Regions from separate parts of the Sus scrofa genome. Here region 2 is linked to region 1. A link is a contact called in public HiChIP or PLAC-seq data. All regions are on one chromosome and are shown on one strand. Each heading gives the region's core, a stretch centred on a gene start, on an enhancer-like site or on the middle of the called end of the contact. The rest is flanking DNA. Distances are from core to core; before and after follow the strand shown. Region 1 holds the start of MAPK1IP1L (MAPK-interacting and spindle-stabilizing protein-like). Region 2 holds the start of LGALS3 (galectin 3).

Region 1 (3,192 bases), core at 288-2,787:
ACTAGGAACCATGAGGTTGCGGGTTCGGTCCCTGCCCTTGCTCAGTGGGTTAATGATCCGGCGTTGCCGTGAGCTGTGGTGTAGGTTGCAGATGCGGCTCGAATCCCGCGTTGCTGTGGCTCTGGTGTAGGCCGGTGGCTACAGCTCCGATTCGACCCCTAGCCTGGGAACCTCCATATGCCGTGGGAGCGGCCCAAGAAATGGCAAAAAGAAAAGCCCAAGAAATGGCAAAAAGACAAAAAGAAAAAAAAAGAAATTTACAGTAGGAGTTCCCTTCCAGGTGCAGTGGTTAACGAATCAGACTAGGAACCATGAGGTTGCTGGTTTGGTCCCTGGCCTTGCCCGCCTTGCCAAGTGGGTTAATGATCCGGCGTTGCCATGAGCTGTGGTGTAGGTTGCGGACGCGGCTCGGATCCCGCATTGCTATGGCTGTGGTATAGGCCCCCGCATTGCTGTAGCTGTGGTGTAGGCCGGCGGCTACAGCTCCGATTCGACCCCTAGCCTGGGAACCTCCACATGCCGCGGGAGCCGCCCTAGAAAAGGCAAAAAGACAAAAAAAAAAAAAAAAAAAAAGAAAAGAAAAGAAATTTACAGTAAAATGTCCCTTCAACATCTTACGCAAAGAAGCAAAAAGTTGTAAAAATATCGCATACTTGTAATTTTTACATGTAAAATACATGTACGTTTTATATGTGTTTTGCCCATAGTTATGCAAAATTATTACCACATAGCTATATATATATATACCACATAGCTATATATAGCTGGTAATCTTCATTACCAGCTAGCTAGCAGGTTCCTTGATGGTGGGGCCACGTGTCAATCATCTTTTGGGTGTGACAGAGTAGGTATTTAAAGGTATATTCGAAAGTGGACAAGTGGAGTGAGACTCTCCGCGTAGCAGCGGGTTAAGGAACCGGCATTGTCAATGCTGCTGCTTAGGTCGCTGCTCTGGCTCAGCAGGTTCTACCCCTGGCCCAGGAACTTCCACATGCCAGGCGTGGCAAAAAAAAAAAAGTAAGGACAATACTAAATGAGAAAAATCTACAAAGACATCCGTTGTTTCTGTAGTTAGTATCAATTTGTCAAGCTATTTATAAACAAAATTTTTTTTGTCTTCCCCTTCCCGTATGGTTGCTTTAGCTCTCCCCAGTTTTGGTCAAATGATCCATGTCCAGAGATTAGGCTGCTTTCACACCTAGCCAGCTGTGGCTCTAGAGACCACCAGCTGTAGGGAATCCAGAACCTGCCTTCAAGCCTCTCCAGGAGACAAGTTAGCAATTTCAGCCAGACTGCTCAGAACGTCACCGGCCCCTAGCGTTTCCTCCAGATTGCCCAAAACTCCGGAAAACCCAGAGCTTTCCTCTAGCCCAACTGGAGGAAAGAGCCGCCCTAGGGCAAGCACAAGGGGCAGGGGGCCGCGGGGGCCTGGACGGCCGCAGTGCTACCGGGCCCCTCTAGGGGGCGCGCGCGGCCGGCCCGACCCAGCCGAGCCGACCCGAGGGAAGGCGGAGCGCGGGCGGGGGCTACGCGCTCGGAGCTCGACGCTTCCTGTTCCGGCGCCAGGAGGAGCCGCGCGCTGCTGGTGCTGCTGGTGCTGCCGCCCCCGCCGCCGTCGCCGCTGCCGTCAGTAGGGTTGCGCTCGGTTCTTCAGCGCCAAGTTCCTGCGGACCCATCGCCACTTCTAGACCTTTCCGCGGGCTCGGATCTTGTCGGGTGAGACTGCTTGGGCACTAGCGGAATCGTGGAGGAGAGCGAGGGATCACGCCCAAGCGGGAGGCGGGAGCGGTAACGGAGGTGACTGGAGTAGCTTCTTGGGGGATGGAGGGCTAAGGCTTTCCCCCCGTCATCCTGCTCCCGGCAGCGGGCTGATCTCCGGATCGCCCCCCGGGAGGAGGTGTGGGAGGCGGGTGACGTCGCTCGGGACGGGTTTCTCCGTGCTTGACGTCAGGCTTGGCTGGGGGGCGGGGCGGGGAGCGGGCCTGGCCCCTCCCCCACCCCTTCCCGGGCGGGCACGACCCCTCCCCCATCCCTTCCCGGGCGGGCACGACCCGCTCGCTAGCCGGTTAGCTCCGGTTGATCCCGGACTCCTTTTGTTCGTCTGGCCCTAAAGGGCTGCGGGCCTCGAGCCCCTTGGCCCAGCCCGCCTCCCTCATTCATTACTTCTACTGAAAGGGAGAGGCAGGCCCGATTCTTGGAGGCGTCCTTGGAGCTAATTGAGATTATTCGCAGTGTAACATTCTGGTCGGTATTTCTAGAGCAATTGAAAGCAATTAGAGGAACACCCGTGACAGAAACTATGAGAAGTCCTCAGTTTTGTAATACTCCCCATTTTTAGGATTTAGGAGCGCTTGGTAGCTTTGGACCGTTTTCTTTTAAAAACCAAGAGTAATACTTTTAATAAATATAGATTCTACTGTTGAAGAATCAAACCGTACCCACCTGACCGGAAAAAAGTTTCTAGCATTGCTAGTAAAGAAATACACACTCAGACACCTAGTGGTTCTGAGCGCCTGTTTTGAAAACTAACTCTCATTACATGCGAAGGTAGCCTTAAGAAATCTTACAAAAGTTCTTTTGTTCAGGAGTGTTCATGGGGCAGGAAGAATAGAAATTTTCCTTGCTGCTGGCATTTCTGAACCTCCTGGTCATAACTAGGTTGTCTCCAACTTGTATATACCGGCGTGTTCTTCTCCTCTTTCCAGGAGGAACAGAGCCAATCGCCTAATCGAAATCTTTGGGATCAGTATGTTTTGGAATTCAGAAATCTTTGGATTTTTATCTTTAGAATTTAGAAAGACAATAAGGTGCATAGATGAGAGATCACTCCAGCAGAGTCTGGGCAGCACCCTAATCCATTATTAACATTTGTGCAGATATAGGTAGGAATTAATGAAAATGAGAAATAACGTCAGGTCAGATTTTTGCCACCAAGTAAGGTGTACACCGAACTTGGGAGCATTTCTTTCATTTTTAGAGGTTTCTGAATTGAGAACTACAGATAAGGTTTGTGGACCTATGGTAGCAGTTGTAAAAGCTGAGTTTTGCTGTGTGCCAGACAGTGACCAAGAGGTGTGTTTATTATGCAGGTCTCAATAAATCTGAGTGAGAGTGGGCGCTATTCCAGTCTGCTTTCACCTCTTAGGTTTGCAAAGTTCAGCTTGTCCAGAACCTGCCAGGGGAGAACTGCAA
Region 2 (3,192 bases), core at 448-2,947, 85 kb after region 1:
AAGGCCTAGTTGATAAAGCAAGAGAGGTTTATTAAGGCATCAGAGGGGCACAGACTGAGCTCAAAATGGTGCCAGCCCTGACTGTATTGAGGTTCTAGGCTTATAAAGGATCTGTGGCTGGAGTTCACGGCAGGAACCTGTGGCAGGAACAATGAAGAAGAAGGAGGGGAAGGTCAAGGGAGGGGTAGGGGTTGAGTTCCATGACAGAGGGCAGTTAATCCTTACAGGTGGTTAATCTATGCGGGCAGTTGTTTTCTGCCATTGTTTCTTGCTGCCCAACTTGGGCATCCACATTCTGGGAGTGGTGTCCATGGCAGATCTCCAAGGTGAACAGCCATATTTGGGGGGTGGGAGGGGTTTGTTTCTGTCCTCTTGGGAGCCGATCAAGGAACCTAAGAACCCATCAAGTAGCCACCATTTATTGGTTCGTTTCTTCAAATAACAGAACTATGGCAAGTAAGCCACTTAAGGAAAAAGATTCTGATAGTTTTAAGATCCGGGTAATTTTGGCCATACCCAGCTGATCTTGAGTCAAGACAACTCATTCAGGCCTGAGGAGTCCAAAGCTGCCCTTCTGCCCTCATCACTAGAACACCAGCAGTGAGAGCAGGTGTAAAACATCCTGTTTGGTTGGGGACTTGGCACCTTGGCATGAGGGTGGGGACAGTGGACAGGATCAGCGCTGCTACCCTTTGGGGCAACGTTGGGCAAGGCTGACCCTCTTTTGTAACATCCTACCCAAAATGGTTTCCTCTGCATCGTCTGACCTTTTTTTTTTTTTAATTTCATTCATTTTACTGTGAGAGATTTCATTTGAAATAACAACTATTTTTTTAAAAAAGAAAAAAAGCAACTTGTGCCCATCTTTCCTCTTTATTGCTCCACATAACAGTCTCACCTTTCCTTCAAGGCTTAGCTCAAACAACACTGTCCTTTCCCTGTTGGAAGTAATCTTTCCAGTTGTGACTTCCCATGGCATGTGGTCTGGCCCACAGGGTCAATCACTTTCACCTCGTCTGGCCTGTGAAGGGACCATACATGTTGACTGCCTCCATCTTCAAACCCAGTTAGGAGCCCACAAGAGACATAAATGTATGCAAATGAAGGACTAAACCAACAGCAGCAACTACGTCTTGTGGGGGGAAAGTGGGGAATATAGGAATCAACCAACTGCTTTCCTCCTAAATCCCAGGGGAGGGCACGGGAACCCTGGCTTTTGTTCACCAGGGGAGTGGGCGGTGGGTGATATTAATGCACTGAACACTTTTTAGGAGGTGGTGGAAAGAGAGCACAGGAAGGAAGGTGAAGGGGGACCAAAGACAACCAGGACAAACACGTATTACCTAGGAAACTGTTTACTTTCACTCCTTCCCTCCCACCGGCAGCAGAGCATGGCTGTTACTCCCGTGATTCAGGCCACAGGCTCTTGTGATTAGAGTTTAGTTCTGAGTTAAATAGGGTGTGGCAATCCAGGCAGAGCACGACCCCGCCCCACGATGAAATGAGACATTTTTGTGGCTCCCCACTACTGACTTAGGTGTATTTGGGGACTAGACTGGCTTGTGTTAGAATCCCTGTAGATGGACTAGTCCTGCTTAGTGAGCTGTTTGTGACGTTATTCAGGCAGAAACCAAAAATCTTTCAGGATCAAATGATAACCTGTGGCTCTTTTTTTTTTTTTTTTCCTTCTCCTTTTAGGAGAATGGCAGACGGTTTTTCGGTAAGTGTCTTATGTCTGTTTTCCTACCTTCATGTGTAGACATTCATGCAGGTTGAGGGTTTTGTTTTGTTTGTTTTTCTTTTTCTTTTTAGTCACCAGAGTTTCCATCTAACTCTCCCACCACTCGTTAGCTGGAGTTGTGTTTTTCCAGCAACAAATTCAGGAAGAAAGCCAGGCAGAGAGGCCTGGGCCTCACTAACAGTAACCCCTTTACTGAACTGCCTAGGACAGAAGCGGGTGGATTCTGCTGGCAGGAGCTAAGAAATCCACTGAGCAATGGGCTGTCTCAGCATCCTGATTTTTTTCTTTAATACTGTGGTGCCCTCTACCCCTCCTCCCTTCCCAAATGCTGAACTAAGAAGCAGTCAAAATAAATTCCCATTAGTATTCCCAAATTAACAGAATGACTCACCCCACCTACAGCCATGAGTCTATTTTCCTAAATCCAGTTTACGTTTCCTCATCAAGCCCTCTGATTTTCTCTCCCCTTCCCCCAGGCCCCTGGGCTCCCTTTACAGCCTCGGCTTGTTGTTCTAATACCAGGTCTGGGCTTGGATTCCTAATGCATCAAAGGTTCAGACTGTCAGAGTTCCTAGGTGGCACAGTGGGTTAAGGATCTGGCATTGTCACTGCTGTGGTGTGGTTTCAATCCTTGGTCCGGGAACTCCTGCATGCCATGGGCATGGCCAAAAAAGAAAACAAAAAAACCCCAGAACACAAAAGATCAGACAATCCTAATGGATGATACTCAATCAACACAGCAATCTTTACTGAGTATCACGTAAATACCACATTACTCTGCTAAATACCATAGGAGACAGGAAGGGAGAAGGCAGTGTCTCTTCCTGGAGAGAAAGGACACCAACGAACACTGGCCCAGCACCTTGCAGTCTATACGGAGTCCTCCCAGATGCTGCCTCACTTGTTCATCCCAGTAATTTCGTGAAAGAGATCATTACTCCCATTTTACAAACAAAGACACTTAAGTTCTATCCAGGTAACATGATGTCTCCAAGCCTTCGGAGGTCTTGATGGATGGCACTGGATTTCAAACCAAATCTTATGACTCTATTTCCCAGGCCCCTCCCTGTGCACAAGGCAGCTTCTCCAGTTCTATCCTGGATGCCACTCATTAGCTGGAGTCGTGCAGCAGACACCCAGCAATGGGAAGGTCAAGGCAACCAGGGCCAGCTGGGTGGAGCTCTTGCAGCCCAAGAGCATCCTGATTTTGTGATTATTTTCCTCATGTCAGTGAGAACATATGTGCTTTTACATAGAGGATGGCTAGCTCCCAACTTCAGCAACTTAGGAAAAGGCAACCCTAATGATCTGAGATGATGGGAGGCAAGAATAAAGTGATAAAGCAGGTATAATCCCAAAGTCTAATTTTAGTCTTAGGAACTCAGTGAATAGGTGGGGAAATTTTATTCATAGGAAGTTCATAGCTTCACCCTATCCTTCTAATTCTTAGA

What was found. HiChIP or PLAC-seq counts read pairs in DNA pulled down with a chosen protein or histone mark.
Region 2: an H3K27ac HiChIP or PLAC-seq map of alveolar macrophages shows a contact between it and region 1. The contact joins the promoter of LGALS3 here to the promoter of MAPK1IP1L in region 1. A contact is called at or near these places in 2 of 47 Hi-C or Micro-C datasets (embryonic fibroblasts and fibroblasts) and 2 of 2 datasets of contacts at active chromatin or transcription factors (alveolar macrophages and skeletal muscle).

What each region holds. Positions count from the first base shown.
Region 1 is chr1:184,399,807-184,402,998 of Sscrofa11.1, forward strand. It overlaps MAPK1IP1L (MAPK-interacting and spindle-stabilizing protein-like), which reads left to right and starts at 1,538. Exons shown (of 4, transcript XM_021102280.1): 1 at 1,538-1,797. All of the region lies in intron 2 of LOC110262207 (a long non-coding RNA gene), which reads right to left.
Region 2 is chr1:184,484,430-184,487,621 of Sscrofa11.1, forward strand. It overlaps LGALS3 (galectin 3), which reads left to right and starts at 1,698. Exons shown (of 5, transcript NM_001097501.2): 1 at 1,698-1,720. The coding sequence starts at 1,703.